Linked DNA regions of Ovis aries: region 2 is linked to region 1. A link is a contact called in public Hi-C data. All regions are on one chromosome and are shown on one strand. The core of a region is the stretch at or near the end of the contact, and the rest is flanking DNA. Distances in the headings are between cores, read along the strand shown. Region 1 has its middle 330 kb from the start of AKR1E2. Region 2 overlaps LOC106991526 (a long non-coding RNA gene).

Region 1 (4,528 bases), core at 251-2,750:
TTGGGGGGTTGGGGGAGGGGCGGGATGTAGGAGAAAGGCAGCAGCGGTGAAAGAAATAGGAGTCAGGACAGGCACAGTTTTTAAAGGGTTTTGTTTTTGTTTTTTGACACTGCTTTGCTGTTTGTTTTGTTTGGCTTTTGATCACTACTGGAAGATGAGAAATTCTTGCCACCGTAGTTAGCCTCATCAAACCAAAACATCCCTCTCTGGGCATTTGAGAGCAGAGTTTCCTTGTCCTGCAACTGAAACAAAGATTCTATTTCTCAGCTTTGAAAACTCCACAGGCCACTCGCTGGCTCACTCACTGGCTTCTGGATAGAACTGCAGGTGCATAACTGGACTGGCTGTGTAGTAACGAAGCATGCACACCCAAACACACACATACAGAGAAGCATGTGCCCACACACCAACACACAATACATACAACCAACACCCAGGCATTCACAGATAAATGCATGTATACACAAACACATATACACATCAAATGCACACACATCGACCCAGTAGATATATATACATCAAATATATATACCCCCCCACACACACAGGAAAACATGTGCTCACACACCTACACACAACCACCCAGGCACACACAGATAAATACATGTATATGCAAACACACATATATACATCAAATACACACGCATGGTCACAATAAATATATATACTCACACATGCACAGGAAAACATGTGCCCACACACCTACATACAATACACACAATCAAACACATGCAGACATACACAACAATACGCATGCCTGAAATCACACACATATACGCATAGTCAAATACATACACATACAGCCATATATACACAAACAAAACATAGACAAGCACACAATCACACATTCACAAAATATGTGCACAGACTTGCACATGTGCACATGCAGACACACGTATGTGTGCATTAGGGAGGCTCCCAGCCTTCTGGGTAGAGAGTTCCAGCCACCCAGATATCTCCTTTCTCTCCTTTCATGGGATAAAAACACAAGATGCAAATAAATATACAAGTACCTCTCAGAGTCGACCTAGTGTGAAAGGGCGTTTTGTCTCACGAGCCTCTGCCTGTGAGACCAGGGCTGATATTCTGATGTAGCCCCCGAAATGCCACGCAGTGACTCTGCAAAACCTAAGCAAGTGTTCCAAGACGTGCCTGGAACAGGCAGGTGAGATCCTATAAAGATAAATATAACGCTCTTCCTGGCACTGGCGGCTTTCACATCTTATCAGACGCCCTGTTGTAGCAACAGTCTCACTCTGTTTTCCCTCCTGCTTCCCCAGAAGATGACTCAACCCGCAGACCCAGAAACCACGGCCCAATTACAGCATTCAGAATGGCTCATGTGGAGCGGCTCTCAGCTCCTCTCCGATTGGATCCTGCCTCTCCGGGCTAAATGCAAGTTAACTGATTCCTAAAAATACCCCCTGACGTGAGTCATCCTCTTGCAAGAGCCCTGGGGAATGTTTTCCAAAGAAACAGTGAGGCCCAGCGAGGAGGGGGTTGCTCCCCAGTGAGTCATGTCAGTGGTGCACAGAGCTGTGTCTCCCCTGTTCCCAGGCTCTGGGCTGGGCCGCCGGGCAATTTGCTGAAATGCAAGCCTGGCAGCAGTTCCAACTCCTCCTCCCACACCCGTTCCCAAAATGAAATGAACCTGGGCCCAAGGAGAGGTGCAGGTCAACAGGATTCCCTTTCTCTCTACGAAGAACAGAGGAATCCCTGTGCCCGGGGCTAGCCGTGCAGCTCTGGGCTGGGTCAGGAAGCCTGTTCTTACTGCGTCCCTTTCCCGATGCAGCACTGAGGGCTAAGATCTGGCTGGCCCCCACCCCATCCAGTCGATGAATGGAGAGGGCGCTGGGGCTGTAGACCCTGCACCGCTCTTACAGACCCTGAGATGGGCAGAGTCTGTGAAGCCAGGACCCCTCTCTGAGCGAAGCAGCTGATCCTCCCATGGCTTGAGGCTTTGCCCTTGCCAACAACTGCTGTTCCTTGTTAGCGGGTCCTAGAATGCACATGAAATCGAAAACATTCACTCAGAGTGGGTTTTCAGATGTAAAAGTGTGTCCTGTGATGGAAAAGAACTTTATAACCTTCCTGAAACGAGGCAGCATGAAAGATCAGTGACCTCACAAGGACACCGATGTTCACCTAGTACGAGTGCCTCTGCGTGCTTCCTGCTACATCGACTTCACAGCAAGCGTAGAGACACCCCGTGCCTGTGCTCCCCCACTGGCCCCGAGACCACCCTCAGGCGGCACGTGCAGGGTGCCACAGCCGCTGCCCTCCAAGTCAAGATGCGATGCCTCAGCTGGACCACAGACAGAATGAGGATGGAGCTCAGCTGTGTGTGGATGCAGCTGAGGACAGCCAGAACTTCTGAAGCTCACAAGGCAGCCCTCTGTGTACAGCCTCCTATTAGGAAATGTGATATTCCTTATCGATCTGGGGCTTGAGTCGGGGGTCGATCTCAGAATGGGAAGGAAGGGAAAGCCAGCTAAACCAACAATCTGAGAAGGCAAGTTATACACACGGAATCCAGACGACACCACAGTGGGTGTCATATTGCCAGCAGGCCTCCAGGCAAACTGATTTAGTTCATTAAAATTAAGATGAATCAAAAGCAACATTTTCACTTCATTCAAAGCATCAAACTATCACAAAATCTGCTGCTCTGTGTGCGTCCTAGGTGATGCCTCCTTTCTGATGTGGCTGGAGAATGAACTAGTCCCCTTCCAGGACTTTCTGGATGAATGAAGTGTCCTCTATGCCAGGACTTTTAAAAAATTTAGCTTACATTTTCATAGTAGTTCTTTAAAAATGGGTATTAAAATTCCCTCTGTTTTCTGTCTTTATCATGTAATTCTATAACATCTGTCCTACCATCAACAGTGTGAAATTAGTACATTAAGAAACCATAAAAATTTGGAATCAGGCTTGGTGAAGTCTGTTTTTTTTTAATTATTTATTTTTCATTGAAGAATAATTGCTTTACAATATTGTGCTGGTTTCTGCCATACATCAACATGAATGGGTCATAGGTACAAATATGTCCCCTCCCTCCTGAATCTCCCTCCCACCTCCACCCCTTACCTTCCTACCCTTCTAGGTAGTTACAGAGCCCCAGTTTGAGTTCCTTGAGTCAGAGTCTGTTGTTTTATTGCGATCTTTCACATTGTGTCCCAGTGATAAATCCAGATTGTGTTTGTGGCAGCGAAGTTCAGACTTGGCTCGACATTCATGTGTGACTCTCCTTCCTCCCCTTATACACTCCATCCCACCCTGGACTCAGGAAGCTTTGCACCTGCCCCATCCATCTTCAGCACCTGCACACACACAGTCATCCAGTGCACCCAGCTCGTGTCTCCACTCAGACACCTGCTCCCACAAATCACATCTCACCTTATGGCTCACTTCTTTTCTGTAAGGTCAGAGCCTCTGTCTGAGAATGCCCTTATCACTTCCTACATCTAGCCCAGGCAGCAGGAGCCTTCTCACAGTCAATAGGAATGTAGTGCAAAAACTCACTTTTCTTTGTGTGTGTGTGTGTGTGTGTGTGTGTGTGTGTGTGTGTGTGTGTGTGTAAGCAGAAGGAGTGGGGTATACTTATATCTGCAAATATTGGAGGTGTGGTGGTGGTGAGTGTATCACGGGCTCTATACTTACTGATTTCAGGTTTGATTAGCAGTTGGGTGGATTGTTATCTGTGTTGAACAAGTGTGGCTCTAGTACAGCTGCCCTTGGAGTTCAGGTGTGTAGAGAGTGGGCATCCACTCTTCCATGGATGGCAAGTAAGTTTCCATGTGTCTGGAAATCCTGGCTCCATGAGGGCCCTTGGCCATATCCAGGCTTCGCTGAGACACAGACTCTTGTCAGCAGTGCCTGTCCTGGGACAGGCTGGATTCATAGCTTGTGTAGCAGGCTTTGCAATTCCAGTCTTCTACACAAGAGAAGCCAACTGTTAAGCTATTCTTTCCACTTAGTACCTCTCACGTCAGGGAGTGTCCATCCACATCAAATCTTGGGATCATCAATGGACCGAGATCCACTGACCCCACTATTTATACTCCCCTTGTCCAAACCCACGCTAATCCATGGCTTCTGAACTTTTATTGGCAGGAGTTTATCCCATTCAGCTTCTTATAATGGACTGACTTATGGACAGAGGAATGAGTAAGATGGATAGATAGGGAACAAAGCAGAGGTGACAGATATGAATGATAAAATCTGGGTGAGGTTACATGCGTATTCACTGTGCAATGCTTTCAACTTTTTGCTATCTAAGATAGATTTAGCTTATAGTAATAATTAATTATTTGTACCTGACAAAATTGCCTAAAAGTAAAGTGCTTGTGATTTCATGGTTATCATTCAATCTAATACACTATACTGGTTCCACAGGTGCCTTTTTTGCTAGCTTCCACAATTCCATTTTCTCAATATGAAAATAGTCAAATCAGTGGCATAGTTAACTGGGTCATTATTACCTATTTTAAAGAGCTTTGGAACAAAGTGTGATGCTTTTTTGTTGGTT
Region 2 (4,671 bases), core at 1,878-4,377, 320 kb after region 1:
GACCTTGACCAAAAGATACATTTTCTGTGATGCTTCCTCCAAAAACCTACATTGATTCCTTGAGTGTTTACTTCTGAAATGACTCTGTGTTTTGATGCATTTAGAATATCATTCAGTTGCAAGTTACAGAGAGTGCAATTAATAGAGGCATTTACGATTGAGGCTATATTTAACTCGCATAAAAATAAGTACCGAGGAGGAGAGTTCACAGCTAATGAAGCTTCACAGTTAATATCTTCAAGGATCAGCTTCCTCCTCTCATTTCTGACCCCTCCTCCCTGCCCTCTAGGGTTATTCTCATGGTTCTAGGATGCCTGAAGCTGACATGGCAAAAGTTTTTAAAGCAATTATCTAAATAATCAATCCAACAGCCTGAGCAATGTTTTGCCCTGTGTTGTGGAGGAGGAGACTGTGGCCAAAACCACTGAGTTGATTAAGTCTTTGCTTCTCCTACCTGTGCTTTGCGGAGATGCAGCTGACAGCATCGGTCAGGTGGGGCTCAGACAAGTCACACAGCCACCAACTTGTGATGTGGCCTTTTCACTCAGATGTCATAATTTAAAGTAAAAGTGGCAGAGCAGTTTTTTAAAATATATTTGCAAAGTATAGATACTGATAACATCACAGATTATACATTCCTGAACATGAGTGTTGATTAAGCAAATGTCCCCCAAATATCGTCTGAACTAAAACTGATTTTTACACGTAAATAGAAAAGGTAACTCATGATTCCGTGACGTACATCTAGCATGTTAAATTAAGCAGAGGGTCATTTTAGGTTAGAAGAGTGAATGAAAAATCCTTTGGGATTATTTTTTGACACACAGTCTTGCTGTACAAAGAATTAAAAAGTAATAATCCCTTGGAGCTTCAGTTCTTGTGGCTTGACTTTCTGATCAAGTCCAAGGTATCATCATTAATTGAAAATCCTGCACCACTTAAATCGAGTGGTCCGGAGTAAAGAGTTTAGCATATTTCACCCAGAGCGAAAAAGGGAACACAAAGTAGAAAGGAGTCATTTCTGGTTCAAGGAATTTTCCCCATTTTCTACAAAACAGAGATTGAATAATTATAAAGAGAATAGCATGAAGGCACTCTGATCTAGTATCAGATAATTTAATGGATTGTAATATGATTGATAAAATGGCCTTCGTTCAAAGACAATTAAGCCAGCTTTTAGTAGACTCTGGTGTCCTGGGCCCCATTCTATGTCCACATGCAGACTAAAAGGCAGGGCTGAGGTAACCCTCTCTGTCTAGATCATTCCAGGAGAAAAAGAAACTGCACATTAATATCACCAAATAGAAAGAAATTTTGTGCACAATTATCCCCATGTTTCTTTGCCAATTCTGAAACCAAAGTAAAAACAAACTATTGCAACATATCAGGTCCAATTTAGCTCATCATCTCTCAGACTAGTTAATCAATCAGCAAATATTACACTTTATAGTGTGAGAAATGTACTTGGCTAGTACCCAAGGGGTGCAAATCATGATACGGCCTGTTACTGGAGTCTTGAGCTTGGAGCTTCTAATCCAGGTGGAAGGCAGGAACGCTGTAGAAGGCCCAGAGCACTGCCCAGCAGAGGGCAGGTGGGGAGAGCAGGGCTGGCCCCTTGGAGGGAGAGGCCCTCCGTGTGCAGGTGGGCAAATGGGCTTTGTCCCTGTCGGCTCGTCTGGCTTAGCTGAGTCCTACAGTCCAGGTGGCATAAACAATAGGACTTTGTCTCTCAGGGTTTTGGAGGCTGGAGGCCTGGCCGAGTGCCGGTGAGCCGTCTCTTCTGGCTTGCAGATAGCTGCCTCCTCACTGTGTCCTCATTCACAGACAGGAGAGAGACAGAGGGAGGGAGACAGACAGACAGAATGGGAGGTGGGAAACGAAGTTCTCTGCTCTCTTACCCTGAGGACTCTAACCCTATCACGAGAAAATCTCTCTGGTCACCTCATTTAAACTTCACCACCTGCATAGAGGTCATTGTTCAGTCACTCAGTCATGGCCGACTCTTTGCAACCCCATGAATGGCAGCATGCCAGGCTTCCCTGTCTATCACCAACTCCCAGAGCTTGCTCAAACTCATGTCCATCCAATCGGTGATGCCATCCAACCATCTCATCCTCTGTCCCCTTCTCCTCCTGCCTTCAATCTTTCTCAGCATCAGGGTCTTTTCCAATGAGTCAGCCCTTTGCATGAGGTGGCCAACAGATTGGAATTTCACCTTCAGCATCAGTCCTTCCAATGACTATTCAGGGCTGATTTCCTTTAGGATGGACTGGTTTGATCTTCTTGCTGTCCAAGGGACTCCCTACCCCCAAACACAGGCATCTCGGTGTCTGGGCTCCAGGAAGATGCTCTCAGTCAAGAGAATCCCGAGGAGGACCCACCTGGACCAGCACCTCATATCACCTGAGCCCCAACCCAGCTTCTCGGCTCAGTGACCACACGAGGAGGCACCAACCTGTTCCTGGGCTCAGCTTTGATGGTCTCTTCTAAATAATTTATCTATTTGTGCTCCGATGAGCTCTTATAGGAAGGCAGATCAAAACAGAGTTGTCCAGTTTGTGAAACAGATGAGGGGAGGGGAAATGAGGAAGCTTAGCGTCTACCTGGTGCACTAACTGTCCTGGGGATCAACGCACTGCCTCGGCAGAGTCTCAGATTCCAGATAGGGAGTAAGAGCGCCATGATTTGTCAACAAGGAAGGAAGACATGCAAAGTGACAATTCTCTTCTGGGCCCTGAAGTATATTTGAAATTACTCCCCCTACACACGCCCAAAACGCACACACCATCCTGTTAATATTTAGACCGAAGTTCACCCGAAGAAGTCATTGCAAAGCATAGAAAACACCTTTAAAAAAGAAAGTAGAGTCCCATGGATTTCCAGAGACTTAAAAATTCCAATGGCCTTTTATCAAGAAACCAGAGTGAAGATCACTAAGACAAGCTCTTGCCCTGAATGCCCATGTTGACCTCCTGCAACCTGACCTCTGCCATGGGAAGGTATGTGGAGTCCCGCTGCCAGGGGTGGTGGCAGGCCTTGTGATGACCCAACGGTACCCTGTTGGGAAGTGGTTGGCTGATGTTCTGGAATGTCATCTGTGGCTATTCAATGAATTCTTTCCTCCGGGCAAACAAGCTGGCTCTAGAAGTACTCTACACGTGGCCATTTATTCCCATTAGCAACCCCAAACAAGCCAGTGGCCTTTCCCAAACGGCAGGGAAGCCTAGGTTATTTTTAAATGCACTCAGTTTAATGTTTCATAATTCGTGATTTCCCAACGACAAAAAGAATTAATGGCACAGCTGTTAGAGTTACAAGAGAATTCAGAAGAAGGAACGCCAAGTAGGGAGAGAGGCAACAGAGAGCAAGTGACATGTTATTACAATATAAATGAGTGAAAATAATGAAATCCTAGTTAGACGAGCCTGTTTCCACTGCTGCAAAGTCCACATGGCATTAACAGACACACACTAGTACATACAGAACAGGTAAACAACAAGGACCTCCTGTATAGGGCAGAGAACTGGATTCGGTATCTCGTAACAGGCTGTAATGGAAAAGAATGGGGACAAGTAGCCGATGACTAGATAGACAGATGTATAACTGAATCAATCTGCAGTGCACCTGAAACATTGCAAATCAATTATACTTTAATTTATACTTTATTAGTTTATACTTAAAAAAAAAAAAGTCCTCGTAAAATTTAACCTAAGAAATGAGCTACGACTTTGGGTGATATTCAGAGGATTGTGTTGATCTAATGTTTTTCTCCCAACAAGGTTCTCGGATGTTAAAAAATAAATATACTCCAAACAGGCTTGGAGGAATGTGTTTGTAAAGGCAGCCTGATTGTAAAACAGATAAAAGAGCTAAAGACAGCCAGTCAAGGAGAAGGAGTGCTTTCCCAAGATGTCAGTGGCCTCTGAGTCAGTTCAAGTCCACCCACCTTGGCTAGAAATCCCCCAGCCCCGTGAATCTAGACTGTCCATCAATATGGAGGGGGTACCCCACACTTCCCACACAGATGTCCCCCAGATGTCCAGAGTAACAGCTGTAATGTCACCAGCAAACATGTCTGGTGGAAAATAAAAAGGAAAGTTGATGTTGATTCTACATTTCAGTTGATGGGAAAATTTCCATCGTCTTTACTCCTGATTCCGCCACAGGAATTCTTTCTTATGAGTAGCATCTGAAATCAGCAATGGTTAAGGATAAAAATCGGAGAAGGCAACAGCACCCCACTCCAGTACTCTTGCCTGGAAAATCCCATGGATGGAAGAGCCTGGTGGGCTGCAGTCCATGGGATCTCGAAGAGTTGGACACAACTGAGCGACTTCACTTTCACTTTTCAATTTCATGCATTGAAGAAGGAAATTGCAATCCACTCCAGTGTTCTTGCCTGGAGAATCCCAGGAACGGGGGAGCCTGGCGGGCTGCCATCTATGGGGTCTCACAGAGTCAGACACGACTGAAGCGACTTAGCAGTAGCAAGGATAAAAATGGACCTGACTTTTGACATTATTTCATAAAGAAATTTGCTTTTTCATTGTCCTCGTTGCTGACAAGACAGTGTTACAGGTCAGTTTTGCTTTGAAAAAACTCGCCACATATTACCTGAAGGAATCATGACTTACCTGGGGGATTGTTGTTTCTTGGACAATCCCTTTCATC

What was found. A called contact is a pair of places that touch in the nucleus more often than the background predicts.
Region 2: a Hi-C map of tail adipose tissue shows a contact between it and region 1, with 2.2 times the contacts expected there. The contact joins two enhancer-like sites. A contact is called at or near these places in 2 of 16 Hi-C or Micro-C datasets (liver and tail adipose tissue).

What each region holds. Positions count from the first base shown.
Region 1 is chr13:43,810,396-43,814,923 of ARS-UI_Ramb_v3.0, forward strand. No RefSeq gene overlaps it. Among named protein-coding and RNA genes, the nearest start is that of AKR1E2, 330 kb to the left of the region's middle. Within about 2 kb of position 1,501, at least 40 of the 54 cell types and tissues checked have an H3K27ac peak or open chromatin away from gene starts, as enhancers often do. A contact at or near this core is called in tail adipose tissue, where this site is marked.
Region 2 is chr13:44,126,189-44,130,859 of ARS-UI_Ramb_v3.0, forward strand. All of the region lies in intron 1 of LOC106991526 (a long non-coding RNA gene), which reads right to left. Among named protein-coding and RNA genes, the nearest start is that of KLF6, 54 kb to the right of the region's middle. Within about 2 kb of position 3,128, at least 13 of the 54 cell types and tissues checked have an H3K27ac peak or open chromatin away from gene starts, as enhancers often do. A contact at or near this core is called in tail adipose tissue, where this site is marked.